2 separate regions of the Zea mays genome follow, and region 1 is linked to region 2. A link is a contact called in public Hi-C data. All regions are on one chromosome and are shown on one strand. The core of a region is the stretch at or near the end of the contact, and the rest is flanking DNA. Distances in the headings are between cores, read along the strand shown.

Evidence for each region. Hi-C and Micro-C count contacts between places; a contact is called where the count stands out from the background.
Region 1: a contact with region 2 is called in a Hi-C map of tassel, with 3 times the contacts expected there. The contact joins the promoter of LOC109940330 here to the promoter of LOC100191288 in region 2. A contact is called at or near these places in 2 of 25 Hi-C or Micro-C datasets (ear and tassel).

What each region holds. Positions count from the first base shown.
Region 1 is chr6:53,160,007-53,164,095 of Zm-B73-REFERENCE-NAM-5.0, reverse strand. LOC109940330 reads right to left here and starts at 1,298. Exons shown (of 1, transcript XM_020539810.3): 1 at 257-1,298. The coding sequence starts at 1,259. The coding sequence ends at 726. LOC100282993 (peroxin Pex14) reads left to right here. Exons shown (of 11, transcript NM_001412255.1): 11 at 1-136.
Region 2 is chr6:52,823,707-52,827,987 of Zm-B73-REFERENCE-NAM-5.0, reverse strand. LOC100191288 reads right to left here and starts at 1,732. Exons shown (of 2, transcript NM_001352045.1): 1 at 1,203-1,732; 2 at 90-1,052. The coding sequence starts at 1,727. The coding sequence ends at 411.

The DNA.
Region 1 (4,089 bases), core at 49-2,548, 340 kb before region 2:
CGAGGGTGCTTAAAGGTTGTGAATTGTTGTCTTTTATTTTGTTTGCATTTTGCTGTTCGCTTCATTCCATTCAGGTGTTGTTTTTCTGGGTTTGCCAAGGATGAGAATCAATGGCGGTGTACACAGGTTGTTTCTGTCAGTTCATGCTCTCCCCAGTTTTTTTTTAACTTATTGTTGTCTCAGGTTAAAGGGTGGGATACCATGATTGTAGCTCTGGCTAATCAACTACACCAGCACAGTATTTTGAAGCAAAGGAACAATACCCTGATGAAGGATGATGCGTATTAGCATAATCAGTTACAGAGTACCACTAGATAGAGCAGAATGATACATATAAGCATAATCAGTTACAGAGTACCACTAGATAGAGCAGTGATGCTTGCAGGTCTACCATTTACACAATGCATGAGGTGAGAAACTAGAAGTTACAAAAGACTGACGATCAGCAGCTAGAAGCCTAGAAGGAACATATAGGTCAGTAGCATAACCTGCTCAGCGCCGCTGTGGCTTTAGACCCCAAGGACAAGATCTTCCCAAGATCATTCCTAATATCCATGAGGGTTTGTTCGGTTATTTTCAATCCATATGGATTGGAGGGGATTGATACGGATTGAAAGGGATTTTGACTTACTGGGACTGAAACCCCCTCAATCCATATGGATTGGGTTAGAACCGAAAGCCTGAGGGGGAGCGCCGGTTGCCACGCAGCTCAAGGCGGCCTTTGCTTAGCCCTGGTGGGTGGTGGCACCACGCGCCCAGTGCGCTTGTGCTTGTCTTGGCTGATGGGGGTCTCGGAGTCGATCACAAAGCTGAACCTGCTGAATATGGAGACTGGAGAGGAGGTCCTCCCTGGAGGGCAGGGGAGTTCCCTCTGCCAAGTACAGCTCAATTGCTACAGGATTCCAGGCATAGCTGTGCTGCCCAGCGGTCGTCATAGTCCTCGTGCATTTTCCTCTTCTCATTATTAGTGGGGGGTGTTGCAGTTGTTGCCACAGGAGGATTGGAATGTCCATGTGTTGCGTTGGCACCTGCAGCAGCAGGATGGGGGTTCTTCTTAGACAAGGATCCGTTGTCAGGGCCTGCTTGAGCATCTTGCGGCCAACACCAGCAGCTGAGGGGGGCTTAATGCCACCATCGTCTTGTGAGCCATCACCATCGCCACCGCTCACAGCAGCATGGGAATCGGGATGGTTGTCGATGAAGATGTTGTTCCTGTTCCTTCTATACATGGCCAGGCAACCGAGGGCCGCCGTATCCATCCACTCCCCTGCCTGAGCACGGCGTCTCGGAGAGCACCTCTGAACCAGAGACATGGGATGGGAGGGGGGGGGGGGGGGGGGGGGGGGGGGGGGGGGTGGGACCATCCTCCTCTCGCTGCTTGTGGCTGCCGGTGACCTTCTTTTCTTGGACACCTGTGCCAGTGTAGGGAGGGGAGAGGTACCTGCTCTTCCGCGCTCTCTTGGTGGCGGACAGGACTGCATCGTCGACATCCAGGGCAGGATGGTTTATTAACTGTAGGTATTGTAACTCGAGATGAGAAGTCCATGTATCATGTTCTGCAATAGAGTAAGCTAATAAGGCTGATCAGAGTTCAACTAAGTATGTGATAGAAGTTTTATACAGAGCTGCTTTTGCTTACTTCAGTATCTGCAAGCTTTGTCCAAAGTATGGAGTGTGCCAAGAAAAAAAAACATCAATAGGGGAACATTAGAAAGAAAATATCTGAATATCAAATCTGTGGGAAGAGTTACATTGCCCTGCAGTATATCTTGTCCCGCAAAGAAGAAAAATGCACCCAAAGCCAGAATAGGCAGCAGTATGAGGAGCTGCTTTCAGAAGAGATGAAAGAACTTAAAAATTATGGGCAACTGAATCAACTAGAATCATGGATGGATGAAGAAACACGAAGACTGAATCACATTTTGTGGTTCGTACAAACCAAACTATTAAATGGATAATGTTATCAATGTCAGTTGAGCCATAGAGTAAGCTAAACCAAGGTTTCAGATTTTTAATATGTATGTTCTATGGAATCAAAATGTTCAATTTTTTCACGAGTCTATGATGCAGTGCACAATTAAATACTAGTCTATAGTAGTACATTTTCGCCAAACTAAACAACAATACTTCGTGAAAGTGTAAATTCACAGAAAATTTGAGGTCAGCTTAGAAGCAACTACAACATGGACAGCAAAATTCTACTGTTAAAAAGCACATCATTCTTTTGTCTTAAACAAACTGGCAGTACATAAGCTGGTGATTTCAACTCTATTCTTAAAATAAGCATGCTCTGTAGGAGTGCATTTGGTCATATAGGCCATGGCTTGTATGGATCCAGTAGATAAAAATTGTGTTAGAGTTGTCATCTATGGAGGTATGTGTATGCGGTATCTGTATACCATAGTTTTTAAGGCGCCCGTAAGGCGACGCTTAAGCGTCGCCTAAGCAGTAAGGCGAGGGTGACTCGCCTTGCCTAAGAGCTCTCCTTAGCCCACTTTAGTTCGCCTTAGCGTCACCTAGGCGGTAAGGTGATGGTGGCTCGCCTCATCTCGCCTTACCGCCTTAAAAACTATGTAAGCTGCAGCTAGTTACATGTTTGATAATACATAAAATTATGTTCGAGTAGTCATCTTTGAAGCTATGTATAATCAAAACTTAGCTTCAGCTATTTGTATAATCAAAACTTCAAAGTATGGCAACACAGTAATATGAAGATGCAAGAAATAATAAGTAAGAGTGCTCACCGAGGGGGTATGTGCAGACAGTGATGGCTTGACAGTGGTGGCCATTGACAATGTGCAAACAGGGCCAAGCGATGCTCAGGTGGTGGTGGCCTCATCCACACCGGGGCCACCACTGGGTCTCCTCACGCCAACACGAAGGTGAATACAGGCACATCATGGTTGAGAAGATGGCACAGCTGCCCTTCCCTCACCATCGAGGAAGCTGGCGGGATAGCTCGATTCTCAAGGGTTGCAGGAGAAGTTGGTGGCAGCACAGCAGGAGAAAAGTGTGGCAATGGCGCAGCAGGAAGGGAGAGGCGGCAGAAGCTCCCAGACCTAGACCCGAAGCTGAGCAACGGGATTTACATCACGTACAACAGAGAGCGAGAATAATAGTAGCATAGGGGGATGCCTGCAGCCGAACGCCTGAGCTTACCCGGTGCCGCTGTTTGGGCTGTGCCCAAACGGCGGTTTAAATAAGAAATTAAGAAGCGAACGGCCCCAAATTCTACACGTCTTGAGCTAATTCAAACAACACCAGGTCCATTTTACAAAAAAGGGATCCACATAGTATACAATCTCATTGCAAGAACTGAAGCTAGAGTGACAAAAGATTGCAGTTTATATAACAAAAGATTTTTTTTAATTCACATCCTCAATGTAACATTCCCAATACAATACCAAATGATGTGACATGCACGACGCTTCAAACAATACAAAGGGGTACCGTTTCAGCTTGGAAGTAAAAAAGCATTGAACAGATTTTGAGTATGAGAAATCATGAAAAAGCAACACGAGCACATTTTGACTGGCTAGTGGAACTATATCGTGATAGTAACTGCAATTTTTCAAAGATAAATTGATGTGAGATGGTTTACTGTTAGAGTGTATCTTGGTCCTTATTGGGCCATGCGGGTCCCTCTAGGCTTAGGTTTACTGTTAGTTGACCCAATAGGGACTCCCCTTTATATTGTACAACTCTCTCTTTGGAATGCACTTAGGGTTTCCAACATGGTATCAGAGGCTAGGGTTTTTCTCTCCTGTAGACAGCCGCCGGCCTCCTCTCCTAGCTACTGGCGCTCTTCTCCTCCCCCTGCCATGGCCGACCGACTACTGCCTCCAGGAGCCTTCCCTCCCCCTCCCTTCTTCCTCCCTGGAGCAAGCCCCACGACTCTCGGCCGTGCGTCGTCCTCGGGGGCCGGCGGGTTTCTCCCGTGTCGTCGCCGGATCTACCACTGGTGGCCCAGGTGCGACCGTCCCTGGCGCGTCCTCTGCCCTCCCCAACGCCGGCGGGACGTGTGCCGCCCCTTCTTCCCTCCCCTCGGAGTGGCCCCTACCCCTCCAAGCGCGGCTGTAAGCAAAGGGA
Region 2 (4,281 bases), core at 483-2,982:
GAGGGCGCTGGCACGCTATAGGTTTCTTCGGTTAGAATAATCCAGAAGATAATTCGAAGGATTTAAATCCTTCATAGTCAAAATTAATTAGGAGAGTATTTATTCGCCTTCAATCCCCTTATAGATCAGACCGACGAATAGGAGGACAAAGTACTAATTAAGAAATTGAATAATTGATCCAAGCTAGTACTAGTAGACGGAAAACAGGTAGACATAATATTTTTTCCTTTCTAGAAAAAAAACAGATGCATGATGAGGATTGTCGACGGAGACTGGAGGTCTGGAGCTGGGGACTGGGAAGGGACCAGGGATGTCCCATTCCGTACGTTTATCCGAAGAGTCATGCACGCATCTAGCACTAGCAGTAGATGTATCTCCATGGCATAGCTAGCTAGAGTAGCGCACTAGCGCTAGTGCAGTTTCTTCTCCAAGACGAGGAAGACGTTGGTGAGGTCGTCCTTGTTTCTGCTGGTGTTGCTGCGGTAGTACTCCTCTAGCCGGAGGCTGTACCTGCAGAAGAGTCCGTCCATGGCTTCCAAGCCGAAGTGCGCTCGCAGCATGGGCTCCACGACCGCCCTAACGGTGCTTGTCGTCTCCATGGCTAGCCACTGCGGCAAGTCGTCGTCATCGTCCGACGCCGACTGGAGGAGGAGGCAGCGGCGCGAGATGTCGAAGAGCTGCATGGTTCTGACGGTGAAGGAGCCTTCCCTGGCGATGACCTTGGCTAGGTCGTCGAGGCAGGGGCCGTAGAAGGGCACGTTGAAGGCGTGGACCTGCTCCTCGTCGACGAGGCCATCGGCGGCCATGTCCATGAGGGCGTCGGCGAGGAAGTCCCAGAGGTAGCAGTCGTGCGCGGTGGGGCGGGCGGTTCTCCTGGCGACGAAGGTGAGGATGAGCAAGCCGCGGGGCCTCATCTCGTCGGCGCGGCAGGAGAGGAAGGCGAGGAAGTCGGCGTGGAACTGGGAGCGGTAGGCGTCAAGCACCGCCGCGGGGCCGGACTCCGAGACGTAGACGCGGCCCCGGTTGGGATGCTCCGTCCTCATCGTCGGCGCCTGCATGAAGACGACACGACACAACACACATAGACATATATATATATATAGGGTCCCATATATATATCATATATGGCATGGTCCTAGTCCTATCAGCAATTAGCTACTCGTGTAAGCTAGTGCTGTGCTTGCTGGCTAATGGCTACCAACCATGGACAGGAAGTGCAGGCTGCTTGAGGATACGACGTAGTCCAGGCTGGCCTCCGGGAAGACGCGCTCGTAGAAGGAGCCCGGCCACGCCGACACGAAGCAGCAGCCGGTAGCGGCGAGCGGCGACGATGGCAGCAGTCGGAAGACGGCGTTGAAATCGTTGGCGGGGAGGTCGTTCAGGAAGACGTGCAGCTGGGGCGGCGGCGAGGGGTGGCTCTCCTCCGCCACCGCCAGCACGGCCTCGACAGCGTCCAACACCATGAGCAGCGCGTTGGGCCCCGTGGCGCAGCCCAGATCGGCGATGACCATGGAGCTCGGTCGGCCGCGGGCGCGGTAGAGCGCCGCCGCCAGTTCCTGCCTGGCATTCTTTGTGACGGAAGCGATGGCCCGCTGGAAGCCGGAGTTGTCGGCGTAGCTCATCCTGCCGTCGCCGCTGCTGTTCATGCGGCGCAAGGTGACGACGACGACCGCTGCTGCTGCATCAGGCCTCGGCCTTGCTGCGAGGACTACCGCGTCGTCCTTCATCTCCATGTCGTGTGTGTATATGATGAGATCTCTTTCTCTCTTTATATAGTGAATGAAGTAAAGTGAAGTGGAGAAGGAATTACTGAATCAATATGCATTTCCATCGTCGCCCGTGAATTGTTGTCCAGCTTTCTGCATTCAGTTTGCTGCATTTTCATCATTATGCCGGCCGGCCGTCACGTGAAACATATGCATGGAGACACTGCACTGTTTGTGGTGGCAAACCATTGTTGTCTCTTCTAAAAACCATAATTTAGATAGCTTTTTGTAGAATTTGTATGGCTAGTAAAATCAAGGCATACAAACATACTTTCACCCACCAGTCACAGGCATGCATTGGTGGTCCACCGGATGACGATGCTGGAGCTAGGCCGCGACGTCGAGATGATGTGGACGTGGCTGGCTATCACTCATCGTGTACTGCCTGCCCAATATAGGGTGTCGTTTGGCTCACAAACCGTAACATAAACGATAAAGATAATGATTTAGACTCGAAAGTGATAACGTAATAAGTTTGAATAGACCGATATCCGTTTTGAGCATGATATTTAACTATGATCAGATTTAAACAAACATGATTTAACATTATCTTTCTTACCCATCGTGTTACAATTACGTGAACCAAATATCACCTAAAAGTTTATGTCCGGTCACTAGTAAAAAAAAGTTCCATGTCTGTTGCGGGGTCTAATTTTTACAGACGGTTTCGAACGTTAGTGAAAATAAATTGGTTGTCCTGACTCAAGAATTGTCAGTGGAAACATCTTTTCAGTGACAATTTTTTTAAAAACCGTCAGTGGAAATCATACATTTCTACTAGCAGTTTTCTTAAGTAGCCACCAACAATACAAATATAATTTTTTACTAGTGGTTCCTGCAGAAAAACCACCAGTATAAATCATTTGAAATCGAATTTTGTGAGTTTTTTTTTCAAATGACCTCTTATAGAAAAACCACAAAAATAAAAGTTGTAGATCTCTAAAGTTATGAAACTTTATAGTTTACAACTTTTTCGTTTAAAATTATTTGGGTTCTCAAAATTGCATCTGAGTTTGTCAAATTTAAAATACAAATTTTGCAAACGACCTCGAATTGAAAAATATCAAAATAAAAGATGTAGAACTTAAAAAGTTATTCAATTTTAATTTGTAGTTGACAACTTTTTTTTGAATTCGTTTATAGCCTCAAACAATCAATTTACACTCGGTTTATTATAATATGTGAGCAACAAAACTGCAATATAGACACAAGTGATGATGCTGGAGCTTGGCCGCGACGTCGAGATGATGAGGCTGGCTAGCTATCACTCTTCGTGTACTGTCCGCATAGCTGTAATAAATTTAAATAGGTCGGTATCCTTTTCAACGTGGTATTTGATTACGGTTTTACTTAAACAAACATGATTTAACGTTATTTGTACCCATCGCGTTACAATTATGTGAACCAAATAACACTTAAAAGTTTAGGTCCGGGCACTAGTGGAAAAAGCTCCATGTATGCGGCGTGGTCTAATTTTTACAGACGGTTTCAGACGCCGATGAAAATAAATTGGTTGTCCCTACTCAACAACCACCCGTACAAATATAATACCCAAAATCTTAGAAATAAAATAGGATCCTTGATTATATGATTTTGTGACTATATTTTATGCATATCAATAATGTGGGTCCAGTTAAGGCAAATAATAATTATCTAATATATAAATTGTGCATCATGCTAGGTCTTCAAATGTGCACTTGACCTAGATTTAAACTTCAAAACACAGTTCAAATTTGGAATTAAATTTTAGTAAAGAAATTAAAAATAGAAAAAAAGAGAGAAAGGAAAGGATTAAACTGGACTAACCATAAAATAGCCAGACCATTTCACTCGACATGCAAGCATAAGCGCATAGATTTTTTAACCCTTTTCTCATTTCTTTTATTCTTTCTGTCGGCTTCTCATCCTCTAGATGGTTTTTGTGACTCACGCTGAGTCATCGTATTCCTAGTAACAAACTCTAAGAAAGAATCGTAACAACTCAATCTCTCCTCACTTATCGAAAATATTTTTGGCTATAATCTCTTGCTGAGATATGCATGCGAACATTTAGCTCCGGGGTATAAATAAGATGGTACCGCTGCCGTCTCATCCATCCCATAGAAACGCTCTAGCGCCACGCCATGGCCGTGGGCAGCAGGGTTTTCGGGAGGAGGCGGTGACGATCACGGGAGCTCTTGGAGTCTGGCTGTGGCGTCCTCAAGCTTAAAGGGAGAACGACGTGCGGTGGATATCTCGCCGAAGTTGATGAGTGTCACCGTGCCGCAGACCGATGTGATCATCACCTCAACCGTCGATATGTTACGTTGGTCTTATTCGTTAGACCGTCCGTATTTTGTAGCATCCGTTAGCATGGAGAACGTGGCACTGGAAGCTGGGGCTATACGGGGGTCGCAGCTGAGCCACTCCGATCCATTGCCATGCGAGAACCGTGAGCGCCTAGGTGAACCGAGCCGCCAACACCCCCAACTACGTTCTTTTCGTGCTTTTTGTCCGGTTTCAAAGAAAGAAAGAA